Regions from separate parts of the Hordeum vulgare genome. Here region 2 is linked to region 1. The links are chromatin contacts, called in public Hi-C maps. All regions are on one chromosome and are shown on one strand. Each heading gives the region's core, a stretch centred on a gene start, on an enhancer-like site or on the middle of the called end of the contact. The rest is flanking DNA. Distances are from core to core; before and after follow the strand shown.

What was found. Hi-C and Micro-C count contacts between places; a contact is called where the count stands out from the background.
Region 2: a contact with region 1 is called in a Hi-C map of seedling, with 1.5 times the contacts expected there. The contact joins the enhancer-like site here to the promoter of LOC123449932 in region 1. A contact is called at or near these places in 1 of 6 Hi-C or Micro-C datasets (seedling) and 1 of 1 datasets of contacts at active chromatin or transcription factors (embryo).

Annotation. Positions count from the first base shown.
Region 1 is chr4H:598,998,839-599,002,032 of MorexV3_pseudomolecules_assembly, reverse strand. LOC123449932 reads left to right here and starts at 1,679. Exons shown (of 7, transcript XM_045127302.1): 1 at 1,679-3,194. The coding sequence starts at 2,145.
Region 2 is chr4H:599,033,669-599,036,944 of MorexV3_pseudomolecules_assembly, reverse strand. No RefSeq gene overlaps it. Among protein-coding and RNA genes, the nearest start is that of LOC123449932, 35 kb to the right of the region's middle. Within about 2 kb of position 1,699, at least 3 of the 3 cell types and tissues checked have open chromatin away from gene starts, as enhancers often do. A contact at or near this core is called in seedling, where this site is marked.

The sequences.
Region 1 (3,194 bases), core at 430-2,929:
AATGCTGATAAACGTTGAAATGAAATGCTCCATGGAGCAAGAAAAGGCGAAGGGGGGGTGAGGGCAATCAGGCGCAGTTCTTACGTACGTCTCAATCGTTAACTTGTCATCTAGACCTATACCCTTTATACTATAGTAAGTTTTTGTTTTGATTTATTTGCATAAAATTCTTGCTGCTTCCATCGCCAGCATTTACTTTGTCAAATTTGACATGTACGTCTTCTTTTTGGAAATGCAACACATCGATTCCAACATGTGTACCACTTTATATACTCCCTCCGTCCTAAAATAAATGTCTTAAGCTTAATATAACTTTGTACTAGAGCTAGTACAAAGTTGAGACAGTTATTTTAGGGCAGAGGGAGTACTATATTAAAGGCGGCTTTCACTTCTATCCATAGCATTAATTCATAGTTTCTCCAACAATAAATTAGAGAAATTTACCTCATTGATACAAACTGGGGATTCAAATGGGGAAAATAAACCTTCTATTACCTGGGTTGCACGCTCCAAATGATTGAACCCTCCCTTGATTCCGTGGTACCGTTGTCTTTCTTTCACCTGTGGCATGGAATAAATTAGACAAGTTAACATAATCAATATGAACGGATTAATAATAATTTGGGATTTTAGCTATATGATATCGATCTAGGGTTTGAATTTCACCCGTCACCTCTGTAAAACAATATAAGACCATTAGATCACTACCAAAGGGGAAAAAAAAATTGTGGCCGTCACTCCATCTCCAATATTTGTTTAGGAGAAATGATTGTATTTAGTCAATACGATGGCCGGTCAAATAGAAGACGCCACCGGATATACACTAACACATACTCATAGTATTGGAAAGTTAGGCTTTATTGTTGCCGCTATTCCCCGGTTCATTGAATGGTTCAACCGTTACTACAGAACATTTTTTTGCACACGTCATCATCGTGGGATCAATGAAAATGACGCGAAGCTTCTAGCCCGTCACGACTGAAAGAAACAAACAAACACGAGGCTTGACGTATAAACCTGTCTTGAATAGAAGAGTTTGAGGGGGTCACCCAACCATCTCACTTTCCCAAGAAACCGAATTAGATGATTATTCTTCGGCAAATGAAAGAAAACAATACAACGATTTATTTTCATCCGTCACTTCAGTCTTCAGTATTTGTTGTGTTGGAGACACCGACCGGCAAGACATAAGGGGCTGCAAAATATGAAATGATGCACTAGCGCAAACCTTGTAGTCTTGGAGACGATGGACTTCATTGTTTTTTCCCGGTCTTTGCCGGTCCACGCCGCACAAAAATAAAACCATCGCTACAAAACATCGTTTTTTTGCACGACGCATCATCATCGTCGTCGTCGTCGTCGTCATCATCGCGGGATCGACGAAGACCAAGCTAAACTTATGACCTCGAAAGAGAGAGATATAAAGAAACAAACACGATACTTGGCCTCTAAACCCGTTTTGAATTGAAAAGTCCAATGACGGGTCACCTAACCGTCTCTCATAATCACAAATGAAAACCCAACTGGACGGACGATTACTCTCCTGGGAGAAAAGAAAGAAAAAGAAAAGAAAATTTTCTTTTCTTTTACATAGTACTATTTCTCTATCTTTGGCGATTATTCGTCCGTCATCGTCGAAATGAAGTCCCGACCCCAACCGATCCGAGGGAGTGGATCAAGCTCCCCTCCCTCCCTCCCCTACCTCGCTCCTGTGCTGCTTTCTGGCCTCCCTTTTATTGCTACTCCCCTCCCCTCCCCTCCGTCCGTCCGTCCGCTCTATACTCTACTCGCTTTTGGCTTGGCTGCCGTGGTGTGGTGTGGTGTGGTGGACGGTTGGTTGGTTGGTTCCCTGCTTGACACCCAACCCGGAGCCCACGAGAGATAGCAGAGCGAGCGAGCGCCGGGCCGGGGTAGGGGCAGTACCACACCACTGCATCGTCCGTCCGCCCGCCCGCCCGCCCCCAACACCAGAGAGAAAGAGGACGCCACGCAGTGGGCGCGCCATAAAGGAGCGGAGCCGAGCCGACGGACGGACGGACGGAGGCCACCGAGATCCGGGACCGAGCGCCGCGAGATCCGCCGCTAAAGCTGTCTTCTTGCTGGCGTGCTGCTGGTGGCGGTAGCACCTCGGCCGCTTGGTGCCCATGGCGCGGGTCGACGCGCGCGCGGTCGAGGAGGAGTTCTTCGACTCGAGGGAGGTCGTGTCGCCGCCGTCCTCCGTCGCCTCGCCGGCCAGCTCCGGCCGCCTTGACGGCGAGGACGGCGACGGGTGGCTCTCCGCCGGGGCCCTGCTCGAGGTCTGGGCCACGGGCCCTTGCAGCAGCGTGGAGGAGCGCCGCCAGCGCTTCGTCCGCTCCCTCGGCCTCCTGGATCCCGCCCACGAATCACAGCCGCGCTCCTGGCCCGGCGCCACAGAGGAGGAGATCGTCGTCCTGGGGAACACCGGCTCCGCGGACCCGGCCTCTCCCGCCCCTCGTCCCTCGCGCGGGGCCGGGGAGGAGGAGGCGGAGGAGGCGGGGGCGCCTGGCGGAAGCGGCGAGGAGGGCCTGGAGTGCGTGTTCAAGAACCTGGACGACGGCACGGTCTTCGTGGTCCACGAGCTGGGCAAGGACGGCAGCTTCCGGAGCCTCAGGGAGCGCCGCTCCAACCGGACGGTCACCGCCGCGGAATTCGAGAGGATCTCCGGCTCCTCCCCGTTCATCCGCGAGCTGATGCGCCGCGTGGAGGACTCCTCCGACGAGCCCTCCACCCCGGACAAGTCCGCGGCGGCGAGGGCGAGGCGCCGGAGGAGGAGGCGGAGGTTCGGGTGGCTCCGGAGGCTGGGCATCGGCGCCTGCGTCCTCGACGCCGAGGACGAGGACGAGGCCAATTCCACCTCCTCCAGCTCCTGCCGGAGCTGCTCTAGGAAGGTTCTTGACAGGGTCAAGGTCAGGCCACACAAGAAGCGGTCAAAGGAATTGTCAGCGGTGTACAGGGGCCAAGAGATCAAGGCGCACAAGGGCGCCATTGTGGCCATGAGGTTCAGCTCCGACGGGCAGTACCTGGCCACCGGTGGCGAGGACGGGGTGGTGCGGGTGTGGCGGGTGGTGGAGGGCGACAGGCCCGACGAGCTCGACTTCGCCGAGGACGATCCTTCCTGCGTCTTCTTCACTGTCAATGAGAACTCTGAACTGGCCCCTGTCAACTCCAGCGAA
Region 2 (3,276 bases), core at 450-2,949, 35 kb before region 1:
CTACTGAAAGCATCCTTACATACTACATCGAGTAAAAACAAGAGATGAAACGACCTAGTGGCGGCAAGGGTTTAAGCACGGACCAGCAATCAAAAAAGAATTAAAGACGCAGCTACTTCCTCCGTTCGTAAATATAAATTTTCTAGAGATTTCATTAATGACCACATAAAGAATAAAATAAATTAATCTATATAATATAGAATGCGTGTATATACATACATATGTAATCTGTAGTATAATTTTTAGAAATATATATATTTAGGAATGAAGGAAGTATATCATGTCATTCATGATTCCTGAAGCAGTCGTTGTTCCTGCTGGAGAGAAGGACGACGACTGGGACAGCGACACCAGGCTCATGCATGAACGAACGAACGGTCAACTTAATTAAGAGCAATCGTCAAAAAAAAACTTAATTAAGAGCAGACACGATACGTCAAGTCAAATCCTTCCTGGATTTCCGAAGATGCGATTGTCCGGTCAAAGCTAGCCCCTTCCAACCGCTTTCTCTGTTTGGTAAATAGTAGTAATAATTTTCCAGTGAGTCCATGCTAACTGAGCATAACTAATCAGGCTAGCCTAAGTTCAAAAATAATAATATTCAGGCTAGTCCTTCACAAGACCTTGTAGCTTAGAGCATCTATAACGGAGGGTTCCAAACCCGTCACAAACATACGGACGGCTTGATCATTGCACCGTCACAAAAAGAAGGCCATCAACTGCTAGATCTACGGCGGCAAGACTTAGCCCATCCGGTCGTCGGTGATTGTGCCTTGTCATGGATTGGGCGGGTATCGAAACACACAACCCTAACAATGCCTCTGCTCTGCATGCGGGTATTGGCTCCACCTCTAGTCGTTCAGATCTATCTCATTGACGGTTTTCCGACAAGAACACACCTAATCGTTGTCCGGGCTCGGCGTTGTCCCAGCGGCTCATTAGTTCGTCGTTGTTGTTCATAAAGTGTGACGGCTACCTGCTGCAGGTCGTGTGTCGCGTTTTTATCACTCCGGAACATTCCGGATGGGTGTTCTTCAAGTGCAAAAAAGTGGGGTAAATGCTTATTTTGATTCGGTGGTTCACAAGATTCAACTCAATTTCGGTAGTTTCATTGTTTGCTCAGATTTGTGTGTAGGTTGAATGCAAGTTTTTGTATTGAGAAGAAGAATACATCGATCTATTGATAACATAAAATCTAATAGATGCATGTGCACTCATTGATAGAATAGAGGCTAGAGATGAATTTAGATGCAAAAAACATCTACTTCTTTAGAATCAAATAAGAAAGAAGTGTGCAAGCTAAAAAAAGCCATAGATCAACAACAACGACATAGAAAAAATATTAATCCAACTTACGGAGCAGTTATGGTAGTTTAATGTCTTTAAAATGTCTAATTATGATTTTTGTAATTTTAGTCTTGGTCTCCTAACAAAGAATTGATGAATTATGTACACCAATGTATCAAAAATGCCGTCCATCATTAAGTAAAAAAGTGAGTTTCGATGGCTAAAAAGTGTATACATAGGGATACCACTCGGTCGCATCCGCGCATGAGACACACGACCAAGGCATTCAGGAAAACAACTCGGACAAAAACTGACGTCTGTTATGGGTGTCCGTTGGAGTTGGCCTCTTGTAGGAGTACGTGGGTACGCGGAAGGTGCCGGAACAGTGTCCATCCTTTCCACGCAATTCGCTGTCCTCTTTGTCAGCGATACCGATAATTGTTGTTTTGCTGTAGCGATCCAACGAACGCAGCATCTATCTACTCCTATTCACGTTGTACGTACGTTGTGCGCTTTCCCCGGCCGTCCCGGGGTCCGGCCACGGACGGTAATTTATAAGTCGACCGGTAACACGTCGTCCGTCGATCCTGCGCCAAACACACTGTCATCCGGTACTCCTCCTCCTCATATCGACCATCACGACTGTGCATGCGCGCGGTACATATGCATGCATGGCCACGCGCATTATATCCCTCTCCCTCGCCAGCTAGCTTAGGTGCAACAGCCGGTGGCCAACTCAAGTTGTACTCCAGTGTATATATACATGTACATTGTTTTCAAATTCGAATTATTACTGGTCGGAGTTCAGGGAAGATGTTGGAAAACCGAAGGAAGTCGAGTGTGGAAATGGCCACGTCCGTCATGTGGGATGCGATGTGATCGTGCATGGCCGGCGCTCACTCCATGATCTGGCTCCAACTTCCGTCGACCTTGGGAGCCTTCCGATCACTCGATGAACAATGCTGGCTAGATTCCAAGACCAATCACACAAAAGCATCTCACTGGTATAATAGTACCAGTACGTACGTCCGCACACATGCGTCCACGGTCCATGGAGACACTCATGCACCAGTACCACCCACTCACTACTTAGTCGACGATGATGATCGTCCGTGCATGCACGTTCTCTCACTCGTTCGCCAGCCCCCTCTCTCTCTCTCTGATGATTGATCAGCTGATGGACGTACGTAGTATCTAAAATGGCGAGATCATGTGCCCAAGCTAGCTACAGGCCACTCAATAGGGGTTTAAACAATGCATGGCATGGCCGGAGCCACCGTGTGACACCTGATAAAGGTGTGTGTATGGACAGATGTCTACGTGCTGTATAGAGTCGATGCGTCCGCTTTAAGCTCCTACCTATGGCCACTGTTACAGCTTCTCTTGTTCATCTATTAAAAATGATCAAACCATTATAAAATTTTGGTCAAAAAGAATGTCCGGAACAAAAATCGTAAAAATGTTTTAACCAGTAAAGTTTTTAAAGCACACCAAAAATTCACATCAGAGTCCCTTGTATTTGAAGGTTGGAAGGTCGAAGGATGCCTTGTATATCGGTCAAACCTCGTCGGATCAAACACGCCGCCGTAGAATTTGTCGAAATCCATCTGAAACTAGTCGGAATTCATCTTCGCACACCTTAAAAGGCCGTTGGATGCCGGAACCCGTCGCCGCCAGTTCGAATAGGACGAGCTCAACCTCGTCGTGGCCTCCCATGACCTAAGCCTGGCCACCAGAATCCTCCCTGCGCGGCCGACAATGAGCATGACTCGGTCGGCAACGGAGCAGGGCGCAACAGGCGGGCGATGGGGCGCACCCGACTAGGGGAAGGGGCGGCGCCTACTGGGCTGAAGGAAAGAGCTCTTATCCCAGTTCTACAGTTTATCTTTACAGTATGTCCGGCCGTAGCTAAAATAAACCTTTAAAATATCTTTTTTTATCCATATCTTAGTTTTACCGTTTGGATTTTAAATATGCCCTTAGGCCGTC